4 separate regions of the Mus musculus genome follow, and regions 2, 3 and 4 are each linked to region 1. A link is a contact called in public HiCAR-type, HiChIP or PLAC-seq and promoter capture Hi-C data. All regions are on one chromosome and are shown on one strand. Each heading gives the region's core, a stretch centred on a gene start, on an enhancer-like site or on the middle of the called end of the contact. The rest is flanking DNA. Distances are from core to core; before and after follow the strand shown.

Region 1 (3,592 bases), core at 398-2,897:
TCTTACTATGAAGGAACCGTCCTTTCGATCTAAAACCTGGACACCAACTCTCGTGAACTGCTCATCGGGTGCTGAGATTTTAACCTGGAACACCTTTTCACCTGGAGAAGATGTAAACCTGTTATGGAAAACAATGAGAGATGAGGGTTATTTTTAAGATCAAATGCACGCTACTTATTCTCTTTAATGTGTAAAGGTTGGACCTTCTGCTTTATCCTGATTTTAAGATATTGTTGTTCGATTACTCTCTTAGGCTTTTAGGACCAGAACCAATATGATAGAACAAAGATAAAAAAGAAAACAATAATAACATAAAATAATTTCATTAGATAGTTGCCAGGAGATAACACTTAAGACTAGCAATCTATTTAGCATACCAAACAGAGCACTATCAGTGTACTATTATTAATTCATAACCAACACAGCTGGCAATTTGTCATTTGTAACATGTTTACTTCAAGGATGACCTTATTTGAAAAATTGTTCTTAATGGCTTAAAATACAATCCAGTACTGTGGGGCTAGGGAGATAGCTGAATGGTTTAGAGCATTTACCATTATGTAAAAGACTTAGTTCAGTTCCTAGTATCCATTGTCCTTAAGGCTCACAACTATCTGCAGTTTCAGCTCAAGGAGATTCAAGGCCCTCTTCTGGCTTCCTCCAGCACTTGGGTGTGAGTATACACCCTACCCACATCATGTAATTAAAATATTACTACTAATAAAAGTCTAACAAATATACCAGTACTCTAAATTATGTTTAGTTATGGGGGAAATCAAAATAACTGGTCATCATGTTAGTAACACAAGTGTTTTGGACTGAATATTCCTGCATTTTGAATGCATTTAGTTTCTAGTGTTTAGTTTTCCCATTTAAAAATAACGGAGATTTGTTTAGCCTCAATTCCCATCTAAACAGCCAAGAAGAGAGCTGTTATTTTAGCAATATTATTTACACTATACATATTTCAGAATTATTAAGTCACAGAGAAAAGTTGATTTTGAAGGAAAAGTCTATTATAACCAGATGTAGACAGCACTCGAGAATTCTGGAATGTAAATGGACAGCAGTAAAGACGAGTCGGGGCATATAAAGATGAAGGACAAAACCAAAATAAACAACAGGAACAAAAACCCCTCGAGTTATTTTAAACCGCGATCTCAAATAGTTGAGGAGTCATTTCTCCACTTACTGTTCCCCTGAGGTATCCACCGCCCGAATGTAGAAATAGCGGGCAGGAAGGACCACGTGTGCTTTTAGCCCGGGTCCCCATATTTCGCTCTTCTCTGGGCTCAGCCTCCTCTCTCCGCCGGTCTGGGCAAGTGCTGGCACAGTCCCCAGAAAAAGGCAGGAAAGCAGCGAAATGCTGAACATTTACAAGACCGAGTCTTGGAAGATCCACGAATAAATGCAAACGTGCTAAGTGGACGGAGCTAGCCTGGGTAGGTAGGAGGACGGTGGTCAGTCCTAGCAGCAGTCAAAGTCCCTAAAGTGTCGCTTGACGTGCGGGGTCCGCGCGTGGGACTATGCTGTGCCCAAGAATGTCACAACCCGAGCGGTGGCATGTCCAGGAGAAGGATGCCACACGTTCTGCTGAACCTGGTTAAGAACCGCAGGCTCCACTTTCTCCGGACAATGACAAACTTGTGTTACTCTTGCCACTAGAGCATCACTTTGGGAACGAATCCGTCGCAAGTTCTAGCCAAGGTGAGAGGAGAAGGATTGGCCTGCGCTGTGACCAGTCTTAGTAAAGTCTTCTGCTAGTGGATGAGTGGGTCAGAGTGGAAAACGCGTCCCGGGCCCCTTAGCTTCCTGGGATATGTAGTCCGCCATAGGACTAGCGGAAATCCTGCCAGGAGTTCACCCCCAACTACTTTCGTCCCTTCCCTCCGTCCCTCACTCTCCCTCCTCCTTTCTCCCCCCCTACCTTCCTTTCTACTTCTTTTTTCAACTTTGGAGCACGGCTTTCTGGCAACCTTAAATACTACAGTTGCGCAACTAGCATGTCTGGAGTCACAGCAAAGATTTCCCAACTTATATTTTGTTCAAGGTATCCACCGCAAATGGCAGGTATATAGTAAACGCTGAAAGGGAGGCTAGGTGTTATCAATGATACCCAGTCACTCGGTGCTATTCTTGTGCGCTCAATGGGACGAAAGATTCTGGGCCTTGGGTAGGAGACTTGAGGATGCAGATCTGGTGTTGCCTTCCAGCACCAGAGTTCCGGGACCCAACAGGAACAGAGGTATTCCCCAGCGGAGGGCCTAGCCCAGGCACTGCGGTGCGCTCCGCCTCTCCGTAGCGCCGTCACTGCCTCGTTGCAGGACAACCCCCACCCCCACCCCCACCCCGCCGCGCCCCTGGAAGGATCTGGGTCGAGCTGAGTCTCTGAGGAGAGATGTAAGGGATAGAAATCACCAGAAGAAAGCTCGGCCTGAGGGGGGTGCATCCGTGGGTATCCCTGTACTCTCTTCAGGAGCGGGTCTCCACGCTGCGCTAGCGGATCCCAGGCACCCGGCCTGCAGTGGCCATCCTCTCTTTGCACCCTCGCTTCTCGGCCAGTGAGGTCAAGAGGAGTAGCAGGCTTTGTCCTCCCTCCACGGGGTAAGGGGCGTGGAAAACATAGACGGCCTGGTTGTGAGCCAAGGCAAGGGGATTCTTTTTCCCCCTGCCCCCCCCCCCCCCCCGCTATTGTTATTATTGGTGATATAATCATTCATCGCGGCCTCCCCTCCCAGCTCTCAGGCTGTCACTGTCTGCGTGCCACCAGCCTCTCCAGTCCCTAGCGCGTAGGAAGCGGCCCCCTTCAGGCCTGCGCGCTCCCCCTCCTGGCGAGCCTTTTCTTCCGGCTGGGAGTGAGGGAGCAGGCCGGGAGGAGGTTACAAGGCTTTAGATCTGGTCTTGGCCAGTGGGGACTAGGGACGCCTGGCACTGGGTTGGCCACCGCAGGACAGTAGTGGGAACCCGGCACAGTAGCGCTGCAGCAGTTGCACTTGCAACATCCCTGCTCTCCCGGTTCTCCTCCACCTGCACCTTTGTCACCTTCAGGTGCTTCGGAGCCTCAAAGAGGGGGCAGTGGGAAGTCTCCTGGCTCCTCAGAGTCTGAACTCCAGAGGGCATCATGTGCTGCATGAATCTCATACTCACAGGTAGGCCTCCCAGGTCTGGTCTGGTAGTCTAGGCAAGGGCGCTGATAGAAAAGGGGGGCGGGGGGGGCACCTGGCTGCTGTCTTAGCAGCTCTTATCAATCCTCAGCAAAACACTTTTCTGGGTCTCAGTTGCTTTCTATGCAGAATATTGATTATACTGTTTGTGATATGTGGAAGGCTTTACTGAGATTTTATTGGATGTCTAGCTCTCTACTGAATGTGATACTTCAGCATGTAGACACGAAAGGCACATAAATGGAAAAGAATAAACTCAGGCAATCGATATCGGTTTTGCAAACAGTATGTTTATTTGACAGAATTGTTCATTCCAAAGACTTTCATAAGTCATTCCTCTAGTGCCGTCCTAGAAGCTTGGGGTTTATATTGCTTATGAGATACTGTGAATAAATTGAGTGGTATTCCGCAAGTCCTAATATGTTAAT
Region 2 (3,291 bases), core at 228-2,727, 1.6 Mb after region 1:
GAAAATTATGAGACTTCTTATAGAAGTGCCAATAGAAGCAAGAGGCTGGGACTACCCTACAGCTACCATCACAAACTGATGCTTAGTGGTTGAACAGAATAGTAAAATAGAGACTGGAGAATGCCTTGCCCCCTCTCCCACTCTCACATTGCAGTATCAAGTCTTACTCAACGCTTTCAGAAAGCTGAGTCTGAGGTATGTGACTTCTAAGGTCACTGTCCTGGAATCCCAGAGAAGAGTAAGTAGAAGAAAGAATGTGAGAGGTTAACAGACAGTATAGATAGACAGCTCACAAAACTAAGTAAAACTGTGGGTACAAAACTGATGTTGAAAAAAAATCTCTTACAGAATGGGTCATCAAGGGATTTACACATGAGCAAATGAGCACAGTTGAGAGAAAAGAAGGAGAGATGTTCCATTCTTAATACACACGGGGCTGGAGAGATGACTCAGCAGTTAAGAGCACTGACTGCTCTTCCAGAGGTTCTGAGTTCAATTCCCAGCAACCACATGGTGTCTCACAACCAGCTGTAATGGGATTCGATGCCCTCTTCTGGTGAGTCTGACAGCTATAGAGTACTCATGTACATAAAATAAATAAATCCTCAAAAATAAAATATACAACATGAACCAAGAGAGAAGAAAGGAAAAACATTTCAAGTTAATAGAAAAGATCTCTATTAAAAATGGAGGCTAGTGTTGCACATATGTAACCCCAACACTCACAAGGCTGAGCCAAGATTTCAAGACCAATCTGGAATGCACAGTGAAACTCAGTCTCAAAATAAACAAGGGTGCAGGGTATAAGTCAGTGGCAGAATGTTTGCCTAGCATGCAAGGGTACTGAATTTGATTCCCCAGAACATAGGAAGCAAAAGTGAAAAATAACAGTATTTAAAATACTGTGTAATGAAACAAGATCGAGACATGACTCTTAAATCAGTCCCACGAGCCACTATTAAATGTTTCATAAAACCATGCTCCCTGAAATATAGGCTTGACTAGGTCAGGCTCATGAGCTCCACTAGTGAGGAAAGGCCCCAGAGTTAGACAGACCAACAGTGACATCTGCTGCCAGGGACTTACTCTGAAAGTGGCCTGCTGCAGCATTTGCAAGTAGAGTCCTGCCAAACCGAACTGATGAGTCAGCAGGCAGGAACTCCTGTTTGTCGTTTATGCTATTAGAAGGTTTCCCAAGGCGAGCACAGAACATGGGAAAATGGGAATGTTTGAAAATGTAACTAAAACAAACAAAAACAGTGGAGGCTGAGTTGTAAGTGATGAGACAAAGACCTCACTCTATCGTTCTTCATCATGTTCCCCTTTAGCTAAGTAAATTCAAATGAATTCTGTAGTTGTTAGCAAACATGAACTTTTCCGTGAAAAGGATTAATTAAACCATTGCCAGCTACAGTGGATTCCAGCATCATACGCAGGCCAAAGAGAAAAAAGTCCAAAGATCAAAGGAGAGTGTGCATAAAATTTTAGGGTAACCCTTACTTAGAAAACCACTTCCTAATTATCTGTCTACCTACGTCCTTCAACATCTGCTGACCCTCGGGCATTTTTTTTTTTTTTTTTTTTTACTTTTCTGAAAGCTAATGAACATAAGGTTTGAATCAGACATCACATTTAAAATAATAACTGCCAGTATAAAATGTTCAATGTGACTCAATTCTGTAGAGCAAAAGATATGAAAGAAAAAGGAGTTCGGTTCTCGTTTATAAAAATGCAGAATGATAATGAATTCAGTTACTGTGAAAGCAGGTGAGCACAACCAATATTTGTATTAAAGAATTCCTGAGTTTGTAGTTCTTTTCAAAGATTTCTGCCATACTTAATGTGGCATTTTGAGCAAATTATACTTCTCTGGGCCTCATGTTCCAGTGCTGCAAAAATGAAAAGATTGGACTATATGTAGGATGGCAGATGGATTACCTGCTTATGAATTCATCTTATAGCTACATGCAGACTGCACCAGCTGGGTCTATTGTGGATGACAGAACTGTGGAGTCTCCACGTGCACCTCATAGATGATCTGGTTTGCTGTGGAGGACAGAAACATGGAGTATCCATGTGCACCTCACAGATTCTTGCCTCTGGCAGGAAGATCTTACTCTCCCTGCTAACCCCCAGTCGTTGATTCTGTTATTAGCTACGCGTTTAGTGCAAACTATGATTTCCCTCTACAAGGTGCTCAACAAATATTATTTCTGGTATTCACAGTATTCCAAAGACAAGGAAAACAAGCCTCAGAAAATACAAGGAATTTCCCAGAGTCAGAAAACATGGAGTCAATAAGTAAGATAATCTCCTGCCACTCCCTGTCATAAATTATCTTAATTTCTCATATTTTGGACCATACCCTAGCCCTCCTAAAACATAAAAGCCATATATTCTAGCATCATTATGCATTGTCTGCCTGTACCTTAATACACACATGTGCCTGCACAAAGAAAATGCAGCTGTTTGGGCATGAAATTCAGCTAGTCCATACAAACCTGAAGTGACATTACAGAAGCTCTGGGGCAAAAGCATTCAAGAAAGAAAGCTTTTCTTTCAGAAAACAGACTAAAAGAGTAGTTTTCTAAAGATTAAATGCAGTAAATGATAGAACAAATGATATATAAAAGTCATATTCAACTTAAAGAAAATGTTTTTATTAACTGAATGCAGAATGATACTAAAACCAAAGTTGGAAAAATCCCTATCTATGTGTCACTGTGTGTTGTACCAATTTGGATGTCTAGCTGATGTCTGCTACAATATTCAGAGTTGTATTTGGTATAAGGGAATATTCAATAAGTACTGGTTGATGGTACTGGTTTATAAATAATGTGAACAATTAATTAATACTATGAACAATATTTCTGAGGTTTCCTTAATTTGAGGCAGTGACTTGGCTTTAGCCATACTTTAGGTTATAGTATCTGTATAGAGCAGAAAACACTCTAACTTTCCATTAGAGCACACTTACCTCTTCCATCAGATCGCAAAACCATCAGCAGCCTTCAAAAGTGGTCAATAATTGCAGATTTACTCACTGATGTTTTCAGTGAAAGAAAATTGCCTTTGGAAAATTACAGGGAAAGATAGTCTTAAAAAAAAAAGCCAGATACAAGAGTGGACCCATAGAAGAAAAAAAAATGAGTACTAGCAGCCAAATTAGATTTTATACCAAAGTACTGTGTGGTCTTGTTATTACCTAGTTGATTCATCTCTGTTATAAACATTTGTTCTTCATTTGTGAATAAATTCTCCAATTACTCATCACAAGGAACATACTTACAA
Region 3 (3,481 bases), core at 588-3,087, 1.6 Mb after region 1:
AGGTACACAGCTGGTAAAGTAATTGAAAAAGAAAAGGCTTACGTGTGTGTGTGTGTGTGTGTGTGTGTGTGTGTGTATCTGTATTTTCATAGTGTAGGCATTATCAATAGTGTGTGTGTGTGTGTGTGTATTTTCATAGTGTAGGCATTATCAATAGTGTGTGTGTGTGTGTGTGTGTGTGTGTATTTTCATAGTGTAGGCATTATCAATAGTGTGTGTGTGTGTGTATGTGTGTTTTACATGTATATGGGTATTTTCCATATGTATTTGTGAAGGGTGCTGTTCAGAAGTAGCTATTCATCTGTTAATGGAGTTTCTAAGACATGGGGCATTCATCATTGTAATGCCAATGATCACCTTTTCACTGTGTTGAGACAAGCATCATATAGACCAATCATCAATAAAGCATTGAGAGAAATTGAACTCTAAAGTCTTTTTTCTGTAAGCTAAGTGAGAAATGGAATTGGCCTCCTGTCTCAGCTCAAATAACTACTGAGCAGAGTTATTTGGAGTTAGAGTGGTTAATAGTAGTTAGAGTGGTTATCTATAGTTCTTGGGTTCTGTTCTCACCACCAATATGGTGGCTTACAATCAGCACAATTCCAGTCTCAGGGGATCTGGTGCCCTCTTGGGAACTCTAAGGGCATGGGGCACACACATACTGCACATGCATACATACAGGGAAAACAACCATACACATAAAATAAATATTAGTACTAGTAGTAAATTCTAAGGATAAATAAGACTGGACATGTATAGGCCAGTGTGTTGGTTAAGGTCACATTCAGCAGAAAATGTTTGGAGGTTTGATAATGCCTACACTATGAAAATATTTTCAACCTCTGCAACATTCTTAAGAGGTTAATGTTTTCCTACTGTCTTTAGGCTATTGGGCTTAAGTATAAATTGAAATTCCTTTTCTTTAAAAGTACCATTTAGCTGTAAAGGCAATGGCTGTGAATGTGCCTGACAAGAAGAAAAATGTTAAATTTCTTAATCCTTTGCCTTGAGCCTGGAAAGTGTAAGAAGACAGAGAGGCAGAGGCAATGTTTCTGCCACTCAAAACAGGGCTGCAGCTGTTTTGCATCAAAGAAAAGGGTTTTAAACTCTACCACGCTGAGTTTAGAATACCTTAAAACTGCCTCCCTGTGCATTGAAAAGGAATGTCCACATTCTTAAGAAAGGTTTTAAGTTATTTACTGACCAACATCTTAACGTGACCTCGATCTAAAGTTTTAAGCACAAAAGATAAAACTCCTAATGCCTTTGCAAAATCTAAACTCCTCCAGCAACTGAGCAGCTGGCTATGATTAAAACTGTAAATAGGTTCAAGAGACAGAATCCTTTCCCAGGTCCTCTGTTTATGAATCACCCACCCAGAGACATAATTCTAGTGGAAAGAGAATTTCCTTCTAAAGCAAAAAATAAAGTCTCAGGCATACTGCAGAGGCCTCATCGTTCACCCACACTGTTGCTCTGCACAAACCAGGCTCATCTTTCTTTGCCATAAGACATTTGTAATGTTGATGTGTAATCAGGAAACAGTTTTCTCTGGTTTTCATTTTCATGGGAAAGGAAAACATTAAAGCTGCCTTCCCAGCAATTGCAACTTAAGCTCCAGATCTTGTTATGGCAAATGAAAGATCTTTTACCCAGCAAGCAATGTGCTTGGTGGTGAAAATCAAGCAAGTTACTTAAGGGTGCTCAAACCAAGATTAGACAAGCCAGACTTGAGCTCCCCCTGTTCCAAATGCAAATGTTTAGTTTACAGATCAAGATAGAATCCACTCTAATCTGGGGTGGCGCAGGGACTGCACTGGGTTGTTTAGGCAGTTATCTAACAAGTCCCACACTGCCTGTCAGAAAGCCCCTAATCTTCCTGCCCCAGCAAGAACAAAGGCAAGTGAATATTAACCCAAGTAAAAATGAGTTACAGGGGCTCTGGCTTAAGCTGAAGTTTTCTTAGGCAAGTTACTTCAAACATAGCCATTACTTTGAACACACTGCCAAATATATACCTGCCAAGTACACACACACACACATACACACATGCATACATACACACATACATATACATACACACACACACATGCACTATTGTGCCTGACCATGGCCACTTTTTTTTCTTTTCCTCTCAGAGAGTGTGATATTGAGAAAAGTAAATGCATAGATAGTATTAATATGAAAAAAAGAATTGACATACTACATTCAAATCAGACTTGAAAAATCTGCAACTGCTCTTTATATGGTATGAAACATAAAGAGAATAACCCTAGTGACTATGGTTGCCTTTAATAGTAATGCCTAAGGTGAAGTGACATGACTTCTAGGACTCCTATATACCTTCATCATCACCTTTGCTTTGCATTACTTTTCTGGATGTTGAATAGAAGCCGTGAAGGATAGATTCACCGTGCCCATGTCACTGACTTCCTGTAGAACAAGGTCACAGATGCACATGTGGCCAGGGCATTTTGTGTAAACTGTAACACTATCCACTCACACTGTCCTGAGATAGCCAGGCATATTGGTGAGGCAGCAGTGTTTTGAAATAACAAATTGGATTCTTTATTTAACTGATCCTTTCAAATTTTGTTGAAGAAACTTAACCTGGAAATAATAAAGCCGAGTAGAATAACTGAGAGAGCTCCAACCAAATGTTCTGCAAAGGTCGTTTTCCTGATGCGGTCATTGATCTGAGAACCTGCATTGGTCTTCACTTTCTTCGAAAAGTGAAGTCTTATGTAGAACCTTTTACTTCCCGGTGTCTATTCTTACCCAGAGATATACTTCCTTTGTATTTTTGGTTTTGTTGTGATAGTTGTTGTGTTTGTTTCAAGACAAAATTTTGCTAGCAAAATGGCACCAGATAGATTCTGATGTCATGGACTTATAGAAATTACCTTACACTCTGATTTTTATTGCCCTACCTTTACTACTAGGCTATGTACCCTAGTCCACAGGAAATACATGTCTAACTGCCCAATTAAAACTAAAGAATCAAGCCGGGAAGTGGTAGTACACGCCTTTAATCCCAGCACTTGGGAGACAGAGGCAGGTAGATTTCTGAGTCCGAGGCCAGCCTGGTCTACGGAGTGAGTTCATTAATTCATACTAGCTCTGAGAAATCATTAACATGAGAGTTAGTTTTCTACTTCGTATTGGGAGAGAGAATAGCAAACTAATAATTACCAAAAAAACAAACAAACAAACAAACAAACAAAAAAAAAAAAAAACAGATTTCCCTAGCCCTTAATTGCTTCAAACTTATCCTTTACTGCTAAGATGTAAAATCATTTTTGAAAAAAGTAAAACATAAACTTTAAAATACCCTTTTCTAGGACTGAAAATGTGACAAAAATATTTAATGGACCTATCATTTTTCAGAGACTTCCGTAAGTTAAATAATAGGAGGTTCATGGGTTATGAAATCATTAGATCAAACTAGAAAACCTACAGAATTTTGAAATTGTTTTCTATC
Region 4 (3,225 bases), core at 528-3,027, 1.4 Mb after region 1:
AAGTTTCACCCTTCATAAGTTTCCTCACGTTATGAAGCATAGAAACTGATTTTAAAGTTTTAAGATTTTAGAAAAGTGCTCCCTCTATGGGGCTGCTGACAGACTTGAATTTTATCTCCAGAACCTTGGGATTTCTACAACTTACAGTTGCTAAACACAGTTTCTAAATATTTTTAGAGAAAAAAAAATCAGAAAGGCAGAAAACATATTCGTACAGATGGCTGGATATACACAGGAGAAAGACAGTTACAGACACGATTAGCACATTGCTAAGTTTTGGAAGCTTGAGTGTGATGCTAACAGAGATTCAGATCTATGCTGGCCTCTTACAATGAGAATGTATCTGTTTCTGACACTTCAACCTTCAAAAGTTAACGTTAATATCAACGAGGCCCATTTTATTTTATTTTTAAGTTTTATTCTATAGCAGCCACGCCATTTTGCTTAACAATACATCCCAGCACTAACATATGTAAATCACATAGGGGAAACAAAACAAAACAGTAACCAAGCAAGATATGCCTTAAAAGAAAAGAAAATAGAAGGAACGGGGGAAGAGAAGAAGAAAGGGAGAAAGGAAGGGTCTAAGGGGAAAGTCCTTCTTAATACTCTGTTCCAAGTAGAATTTCCTGCCTTCATCCATCCACCCAGGAACCATGCTGTCCTGATAATCAAGTCAGTAGGGTGGGAAAGCACAGAAATTTAAGAAATCTGGTTTCTATCAGAGTCTGTCATGGAGAAATAAACTTGACTCCCTCTCTGTAGGCAAACCCGATTTTAAGATCAGAGATGAAAACTTTAGGAGGGGAGGATAAAGAGCAAAGACAAAGGAAATTCCGAACTATCGGATTTGCCTGCTGGAGAGGTTTTTCTAAACAAAGACTTTCATGAAGCTGCTGAAGTTCACACAGGAAAGACTCCACCCTGCCCAGCTTCTGCTGCAGCGGCTTTCCCTGCTTGGAAAGCGCCTGCCCACAGGACAGACCTCTAACTAAAAGTGCCTCCGGGGCTCCGTTTTAAGCACTCTTGTTTTCTTTTAAACGTCCCACTCTTACATTCCGGCAAAAAAAAAAAAAAAAGACTGGTGATATCCTGGCTCTTACAGGATGTCAGAAGCCCACTTTTTGCCAGGGCACGCACAGAAGCTCCGGATTTGCAAATGTGCCTAGTCTCCAGAGCCAAGCTACAAATCCTAGAGCCCCCTTCTCAAACTTCAAACCAGAGTCTTCTCTTTATCCTCTTCCTGAAGCTTAACATTCCATCTAGTTCCCAAACCAAGCCATAAACACCATAAGCAAAGCAAAAGGCAAACTCACCATTCTCTTGTTCCTGGGCTTTTATTGAGACACAGTACCCTAATAAAACAGAAAGAATGAGGAGAGGTCTTGCTCCCACCCAGTTTGCCATCATGTCTAAATATGAGACATGTGGGTCCTCCTGGGATCGAAGAGTAGATACTGAGGTCACTGTAGCACCATGAATTCCGCTGGGGGCTCTTTTTCAGCACCAGTCCCCGCGCTGCCTCAGTCTGTTTCAGCACCAGGTCCGGCACAGTCTGCGAAAACTTTTTTCAAGCGGTGCAGCTTTAAATAGGAAGAATGCTGCCTCCACTTCTTTTCCTGCCCCTTTCAGCTTGTTCAGGCTCATAACCATCCAGTGTCTGCCAAGCAACCGTCTGATTGATGGTAAACAACCAAATCAGAGCGCGCGCCTCTGCGACTTGAGTTTTCAGTGCTTCTTGTAGATTTTAAGCACAGAGGAAGCTTCTCAACAGAGACAAACTTTTATTTCTCCTTCTGTTTGAGTGTGTGTGTGTTTTCTTTTCTTCTTTTTTTAAAGAAAGCCTATTAGAAGGAGTCTGATCCACCCTCCCCAACCCTTCCCCAGACACACACCCACTGACTTTTTCCAGAGACACTAAAAAAACTTTAGGGAGGATTACAGCCTTTTAGTGGATTTTTTTTTCTTTTGCACTTAAATAATTCAGAATTCTCTTTGCCACTTAAGCCTTTAAAACGTCACTTTTTTAACCCTTTCTTTTGGCAATGGAGGAAGGATTCTTGTCCCAATTTTCATCCTCCTCCCTCTCCTATGCTCTGAGAAGATTGTGGAAGAAAGGAGGCAGAATATGGCCAATACAAAATGAACTTGAGATACTTTACATTGAGTTATTTCCACATCTTTTTAGTAGGCACATCTATACGTTCTCCTCGTCACAGAGCATGCTATTGTGTTAAAAAACAAATATGTTCACTAAGCTTGTGGAGGGAGGAAAACACACTGGTTTAAGTCTCAGAAAGGGTAGGTTCCAATATCAGATCTGCCAACTCACCAATTTTGTGAATTTATACATAGTCCTTAACTGTCCAAATTTTTTTGTTGTTGTTGTTAGAAAAGGGGCTTTGGCCTGACCAGTGTGCAGGATCTGGTGACACTAAACTGAGCAATATGCTGTTAACTAGATTCTAAATTACAAAGAGCTACATAAAAGTGAATGATGCTGTTATGAACCCCACACCAGCTTTCCACGGAATGTGGTAGTCCTAGCTGCATATTTCTGTAAAGAGCAAGGCATTAACTTTGTGTGCTACTCAAGCTTGACAGATTTAAACGCCCTCAGTGTTTTTGACAGTCTAATTCATTTGATAGTGTGCGTTCTGGGGGATCTGGATCAAGCCCCACATAACATGTCATGTGTGACTCAATTGTTCATAGTTACTCAGCACTGAACAGGTGCTCTGAGACACACTGAATAGAGGAAGGATTATGGCAGACTAGAAACAAAGTCAGCATCCATCACCTTTAAGGAACATGTGTATGCAAATGCTGAAAAAATATATCTACGTGAAACAAAAAAATACAAACAATATATACAGCTATGTGTGGAATTAACTAAACCCCAAATAAATGCAAAGAAAAGGGATAGTATAAATTAAAATAGGTATATGAGGCTTCATTTACTATTTAATTTCCTTAATAAAGAAATCCAAGATGCTTTAAATTGAGAGGTGGAACTAAACTCTGGAGAAGTTCCAAAAACAACTTTCTAGCCCTGTATCATTGAAAATAACTTGTCACCAAGACCTGCCTTTGTTTAGTGAATTCGTTCACCAACACACTGCTGTTCCCATGGCTGTCTTGCTCATACTTAATGAATGGGCTAAATAAGGAACAAAAATCAAATTTCTTCTAATTCTTTGAATAATAGCTGAAAAAGCCCCTGAT

Evidence for each region. Promoter capture Hi-C pulls out the DNA fragments that hold promoters and counts their contacts. HiCAR-type assays count read pairs that join an accessible place to other places. HiChIP or PLAC-seq counts read pairs in DNA pulled down with a chosen protein or histone mark.
Region 2: an H3K4me3 HiChIP or PLAC-seq map of embryonic limb bud shows a contact between it and region 1, with 8 times the contacts expected there. The contact joins the enhancer-like site here to the promoter of Poglut2 in region 1. A contact is called at or near these places in 6 of 39 promoter capture datasets (the 3T3-L1 cell line, cranial neural crest, embryonic stem cells and 3 more) and 2 of 115 datasets of contacts at active chromatin or transcription factors (astrocytes and embryonic limb bud).
Region 3: a contact with region 1 is called in a promoter capture Hi-C map of second pharyngeal arch cranial neural crest. The contact joins the enhancer-like site here to the promoter of Poglut2 in region 1. A contact is called at or near these places in 8 of 39 promoter capture datasets (the 3T3-L1 cell line, 3T3-L1-derived adipocytes, cranial neural crest and 5 more) and 8 of 115 datasets of contacts at active chromatin or transcription factors (the NIH/3T3 cell line, cardiomyocytes, embryonic limb bud and 4 more).
Region 4: a HiCAR-type map of astrocytes shows a contact between it and region 1, with 4 times the contacts expected there. The contact joins the promoter of Col5a2 here to the promoter of Poglut2 in region 1. A contact is called at or near these places in 12 of 39 promoter capture datasets (the 3T3-L1 cell line, 3T3-L1-derived adipocytes, the HPC-7 cell line and 7 more) and 1 of 115 datasets of contacts at active chromatin or transcription factors (astrocytes).

The regions. Positions count from the first base shown.
Region 1 is chr1:44,117,126-44,120,717 of GRCm38.p6, forward strand. Poglut2 (protein O-glucosyltransferase 2) reads right to left here and starts at 1,648. Exons shown (of 10, transcript NM_023645.3): 1 at 1,193-1,648; 2 at 1-118. The coding sequence starts at 1,374. It overlaps Bivm (basic, immunoglobulin-like variable motif containing), which reads left to right and starts at 2,843. Exons shown (of 10, transcript NM_144558.4): 1 at 2,843-3,149.
Region 2 is chr1:45,671,869-45,675,159 of GRCm38.p6, forward strand. No RefSeq gene overlaps it. Among named protein-coding and RNA genes, the nearest start is that of Gm23216, 12 kb to the right of the region's middle. Within about 2 kb of position 1,478, at least 48 of the 459 cell types and tissues checked have an H3K27ac peak or open chromatin away from gene starts, as enhancers often do.
Region 3 is chr1:45,759,779-45,763,259 of GRCm38.p6, forward strand. All of the region lies in intron 1 of Gm51621 (a long non-coding RNA gene), which reads right to left. Among named protein-coding and RNA genes, the nearest start is that of Gm51621, 3.6 kb to the right of the region's middle. Within about 2 kb of position 1,838, at least 61 of the 459 cell types and tissues checked have an H3K27ac peak or open chromatin away from gene starts, as enhancers often do. A contact at or near this core is called in 3T3-L1-derived adipocytes, embryonic limb bud and second pharyngeal arch cranial neural crest, where this site is marked.
Region 4 is chr1:45,501,505-45,504,729 of GRCm38.p6, forward strand. It overlaps Col5a2 (collagen, type V, alpha 2), which reads right to left and starts at 1,778. Exons shown (of 54, transcript NM_007737.2): 1 at 1,317-1,778. The coding sequence starts at 1,410.